Linked DNA regions of Mus musculus: region 1 is linked to region 2. Evidence: chromatin contacts called from public promoter capture Hi-C data. All regions are on one chromosome and are shown on one strand. The core of a region is the stretch at or near the end of the contact, and the rest is flanking DNA. Distances in the headings are between cores, read along the strand shown.

Region 1 (2,700 bases), core at 20-2,519, 1.3 Mb after region 2:
TCTTCTGCGAATGCTTGTCAACAAATCAGCACCAGGTTGGAGCATAAACGCTCGGTAGAATCTGCCTTTTCTATGGTACCAAGAAATATCAGGCCTCAGCAGGAAAAGGCTGCTGATGTGAGCGCACGCTCTTGTGTTTTGCTATGAGGTCATTGTCTGGCTTGCTAGAGCAGTGGTCTGCTCTAGCTATGCCTCTGACACTTCTGTCTTGTTGCCTTTCCTTAATATACTTGGTTTACTTTCTTTGATTACCTACATACACCCCCGCCATGTGTGTATGTGTTCCTGTGTGTGTGTGTGGGGGGGGGGGGGGGTATGAGTGCATGTGTATAGGCGCATGCATGTGCATGGAGTCCAGAGGTCACTGTCAGGTGTCTTCCTCTATTGCTTATCCACTTGATTTTTTTAAGACAGGGCTTCATACTGAGCTGGGAGCTTGCTGAGTTGACTAGACTAGCTGGCCAGCAAGCCCGGGCGGGGATCCTGCCCTCTCTGCACCCTGCCACCCAGTGCTGGGGTTCCAGGTGCATGGTGAGCCGTCCAGCTTTTTAGGTCCTTAGGGATCAAGTTCAGGCCCTTGAGCTTGCTGGGCACGCATTCCATCCGCTGAGCCATCTCCCTGTTCTCTTTACCTTGATCTAGGTTTGTAAGAGACACGGCAGGCACAGAGGGAGGTCAGGAGGGAGGTTTGAGCTGCCCAGTGCCTCCGTACCTTCACAGTGCTGCCGGAGCTCTGCGAAGGATGGGGGTGTAGGGATTCACCCTGCAACCTGGAGGTGGAAGGGGGTCTCCCCTAGCTCCCTCAGTCTAGAGAACTGAATTTTCAATCATTGTCTCCCCCCTCGAAGAGAGAGGCACCCAGGAGGAACCCTTCATGCTGCCTTTTCAGACTCTACACAGAGGCCAATATGCTGGTACCAGGAGCAGCCATTGTGGGGGGGGGGGGCCCTAGACCTCTCTCTTCCTGTCAAGCCCTGATCCCATTAGAAAGCCTCATCCCGCTGGACCTGCGGTCTCTGGTGAGGGTTTAAGAGCTGTTTTCACTATCTTCCCCCTCTGCCTCCCTGGAACACCATCACAGCCATAATCCACAGCAAATGGATTTCCCTGACCCTGGGGACAAAGGCCTAGTGTTTCCTAGACTTGGCGGCTCCTGAAAGGACAGAACCATCAGCATTTCTCCAGCTGCCGGGTCTCAAGCCCTGTAGGCCTCAGAGACCTGTAATAAGATCGCTATCCAAGCCAGTTCCAGTCAGCACATCGCTCAAAGTGGTCCCTTGTGGTTGGGAGGGAGGCCTGACTGAAACAGGAACGGCAGCTTTGGAGCTCAGCCTCACACAGAACCACACAGTGAGTTGGAACCAGAGAAAAACATATTTCTAGTTCTGGCTGTCAGCCATTAGTGAGACTTGGCTGTGGTTCACAGTGGGAGTCCACAGGGGTGGGTGGCCTTGGGACGGAATAAGGCAGTCATTAGAAGGAAGAGAAAGGGGAATGAGACTAGGAAGAGGAAATTGAGGAGGAGTGGATAAATGTTTAAAGCATGGGCGCTGTGAAATGTACAGATTCATATTTCTCATGTGGCAGGCAGGCCCTAACGAGAGTCCACAGACAGGCACGTTAGTAGCCCTAGCTAAAACTCCAGGAGGCCTCCTTTGCTTCCCACCCACCCCAAGCTTTGAGGCAGAAGGAACGTGTGAGGAGGGAGAGATGGAAGCTTTGCCACACAAACTGTAGAAGCAGAAGTTGAATGCTGCCGGAGTGTTCCACGCTCTTTGCATGAGGAGACCAACTCACTTCTGGTTTCCCCTCAGGATGAGTCCCAGCCCTCTGGCTGGGTAAGTCCAGTTAGCCCTGGCTGCTGGGCATCCCTCCCATGGTCCTAGAAGAGTCAAAGCCATGTTACCTTGAATAAATCATTCTTTTCCTCAGAAACTAGGCCTTGGTTTTTGTCTAGGAAAAACAAGGGAGTTTGTGGTAATGTCTGATTTCTGGAACTGTTTGATGGGTACATATGTGTAATATCGTGTATGTATAAATGATGTAGAAGGATGGTTTTGTACAAATATTTGATAAACAGTAATTAGAGGATTCAGCCGAGTAATCTCCATTACTTTGCTCTGGTATGTTCTGACAGGGACTGGGCCCAGTGTCACTGCAACAGTGGGCCAGGTCAACACACCTGGCTTTGGACTGCCAGTTTTGTGATGCCCTTAGATAAATTAGATAGCTCCTCCCCATCTGTCTCTGTCTATATCTATATTTTGAAACAATCTTACTACTCTATAGTCCAAGCTAACTCAAACTCATCATTTAACACTTTACTCACAGTAATCCTTCTGCCTCAGAACACTTGGCTTAGATAATTTCTTATTGACAAAATGGGACATTAATAACTACTCTCACAGTAGTCATGAGTATACCCAAAGCATCTACTGTCGAGTAAACAGGCAGTGGTACTGAGCCATCTCTACGGGTAGACTAGAGACCACAGGTAAAAGCTATGATGAAACCATGAGTAGTTTATGTTCTAAAAAGAGGCAGAAACTAAGCTTTCAGGGAGCAGAAGGAGCAGGGCCTGAAGCTCCAGGCATGCAGGGGTACAGTTGACACCATGGGTACAGGAGCAGACACCAAGAACATGACTTCCTTGCAGTAGGCCATTATGAATGTGAGACAGGCAATCACCAACTGTGCCAA
Region 2 (2,700 bases), core at 157-2,656:
AGGGCTCTGGGTTGGGAATGCCCACTCTGACTCCTTGGGAGATTTCTCAGAGCAGTTTCCATCCTTACTCCTTTGTGGCTCTGGAACTTTGTGAGACATCCCTTTCCAAACTAAACAAAGGCTCTTCTGCAATCGGTGTGGCTTGGCCTCTTTCCCACCCTGCTGTGTCAGTGCAGAACAGACAGGCATTCTTTTTTATTCATCTCTTTTATTGTCTTGAGATCTGGACCACAGTTGGTCCCTCTGGAATTCCAACCATTTCATGGGTATGTGTATGTGTATGTGTGTGTGTGTTTGTGTATGTATGTCTGTGTTTGTGTGTGTATGTATATGTGTTCGTGTGTGTGCACATATGTATGTGTATTTGTGTGTTTGTGTGAGTACATCTGTGTGTTTGTGTGTGTGTTTGTATATGTGTGTGTTGCTGTGTGTATGTATGTGTTTGTGTGTGTATGGGATAAGGATTGTATGTGTGCATTTGTGTGTGTATATATGTGTATGTAAGGGATAAGGATTGTATGTGTGTGTTTGTATGTGTATGTGTGTTTGTGTATGTATGTATGTATGTGCGTGTGTTTGTGTTTATGTGTGTGTATTGTGTGTTTGAATGTATGTGTGTGTTTGTATGTGTGTATTATGTGTTTGTGTGTATATGTGTGTTTGTGTGTGTGTGTATGTTGTATGTGTGTGTGTGTGTGTGTGTGTGTGTGTATAAGGGATAAGGAGGAGGCAGGGGCTGGGTACCGGCATGGTCTTTGCCCCACCACTGATCTTTCTTCCCAGGTGCACCCCTCTTCTCTGACTGCCTAATTAGTGGCTGGCTGAGAGTCATGTCTCTCATTTTCATACAGGCCATGTTTGTGTACCCCAGCCTTGTGCTCCCTGGCTCTGGGGTACTTAGGGTGTTCCATCTCAAGCCGTCCTTGTACCATCCCTGACTCAGCTCCTGGTTTCTGCAGCCATGTATCCCTGGGACACGTGCTGAGGCCCCTCTGTCTTCCACTGCAGGGAGCATCACCCATACCTCATTGGCCCAGGCTTCCTTGTTAGCCTGCTGGAGGCTGGAAGGCAAACTGGACGTCTCTGTCTCCTGGGACAAAGCTTTTTGTCAGGCCCAGTGCATTCTCAATGGATCCTAGCTGAACTGAGCTATGGCTTACTCTTTCCCAATCTCTTCTGGATTCTCCTCTGGTCCTCTGTCCTCTGTATAGCACATTTCCTTTCCTCTGTGGAGTTTTCCTAGTGTTCTTTCAGGGTCCCTGCCCACCCCTGGTTCCCTTTGGGAAGCTAAGTCCCCAGCCCTAGGTTTCCCCGGGGACCTCCCCCCACAGCCGTCTCCAGCTGTATTCGGTCCTCACCCTTCTTGGGTCCCCGTGTCCTCACTCTCCGGTGCCGGCTTGTCTGTCTGCCTGAGGCCGTCCTGGAGGCAGCTTTTGTTCCTCACTTACCAGCAGGGTGGGGCTTTCTGAGCCAATGAGCCAAGAGAGAGTGCTGGAGTGGGTAGGCAGGCTGGGCAGAAGGACTTCCCTGGGCACAGTGGCAGAGCAAACACCTGTGGCTCATCTCTTGGGCCCACGCCTTCCTCCTCCTGCCTGTCTGGGTTGGTAGGTATGTGGGTGGGACTGGAGTGATGGAGGCTGGAGTTTGGTATCAAAATGTCCAGGTACAGGATGGTGCTAGTGACACAGATCCTGTTCCTTTCAGCTTGCCATGTGTGTCCCTCTTCCTGTGCCCTGGTTCCCAACTCTCTCTTTTGGCCTCAGGCAACTGGTTCTGAGATCCTTAGCGGCTGGTTTTTATGGAAGGGGATAGCCTTGATTCAGCCTGTGACTTGTGCCACGCTGGTGGGGAATATATATTTTCTGTTTTGGAACCCAGATAAGCCACCTGGATTTTCGAGGCCCACTGCCCTGCTGGAGACAAGGAATGCAGGCTGGTGATTTCAAAGGCTGCTGTTGGCTTGGTGCCAGGCCTGTAACCTTGTTGTGTGCCCTGTGGTCCTAGGCTTCTGCTGGAAATGGCTCTGGAGAAGCTGGAGTGTGGTCCAGCAGGGGCTACAGAGGGGTGCTGGGCTTGCGTCCAGCAGAGACAGTGAAGGTTAATAATGTACACCCAAGGAAGGGCCCCTCTGCTTCACTTCACACAAGCATTTATTATTGAGCACTCCCTAACAGCAGTGATTCACACGTACGTGGCCTTTTTGGCTGGCTAACTCTGGTCGTGCCAGGTACTTGCCATTGCTCACAGTGACCCCCACAGGCAATGCATTAGGAACTCAGCTGAAGTTGTCCGAGTTCTGATGCAGCCACGCTTACTCAGAGTCTGGGTGTTTTCCATCCCAACATACGGTTCTGCCAAACTCCATCATCTCTGCAGACACCCACAGCCCAGACTTCCAGCTGGGACAAAAGGTTAGCTTTGGAACAGCCCTGAGGAAAAGTTAGATACTCCTTTTCTAGAGGAGAGGGAAACCCCTTGACTTCAGGAAGGGTACAAAGGCCAAGACCCAAAGGACACCTTGAATCTGTAAACCCATTTATCTTTATTTAGCTCTCACCCTGGGCCACACAGGAAGGCATTTGCTCATCGGTGCCTTCGTGAAACTCCCCTCCCAGGAGCCCTGCGAAGTGGCCCTCGGTGTGTTTATTTAACAGAAAAGGAAATGGAGGTACAGAGGAGAGGGGTGACTCAGCGAAGGCC

Evidence for each region. Promoter capture Hi-C pulls out the DNA fragments that hold promoters and counts their contacts.
Region 1: a contact with region 2 is called in a promoter capture Hi-C map of hippocampal neurons, with 2.9 times the contacts expected there. The contact joins the enhancer-like site here to the promoter of Gjb4 in region 2. A contact is called at or near these places in 6 of 39 promoter capture datasets (the 3T3-L1 cell line, 3T3-L1-derived adipocytes, cranial neural crest and 2 more), 10 of 484 Hi-C or Micro-C datasets (the Ba/F3 cell line, the HL-1 cell line, adipose-derived mesenchymal stem cells and 6 more) and 1 of 9 other capture datasets (embryonic stem cells).

The regions. Positions count from the first base shown.
Region 1 is chr4:128,696,967-128,699,666 of GRCm38.p6, forward strand. All of the region lies in intron 1 of Phc2 (polyhomeotic 2), which reads left to right. Among named protein-coding and RNA genes, the nearest start is that of Gm33712, 29 kb to the right of the region's middle. Within about 2 kb of position 1,270, at least 121 of the 459 cell types and tissues checked have an H3K27ac peak or open chromatin away from gene starts, as enhancers often do. A contact at or near this core is called in hippocampal neurons, palatal mesenchyme, stem cell-derived motor neurons and 2 more, where this site is marked.
Region 2 is chr4:127,352,675-127,355,374 of GRCm38.p6, forward strand. Gjb4 (gap junction protein, beta 4) reads right to left here and starts at 1,407. Exons shown (of 2, transcript NM_008127.4): 1 at 1,359-1,407. It overlaps Gjb5 (gap junction protein, beta 5), which reads right to left. Exons shown (of 2, transcript NM_010291.3): 2 at 2,135-2,700.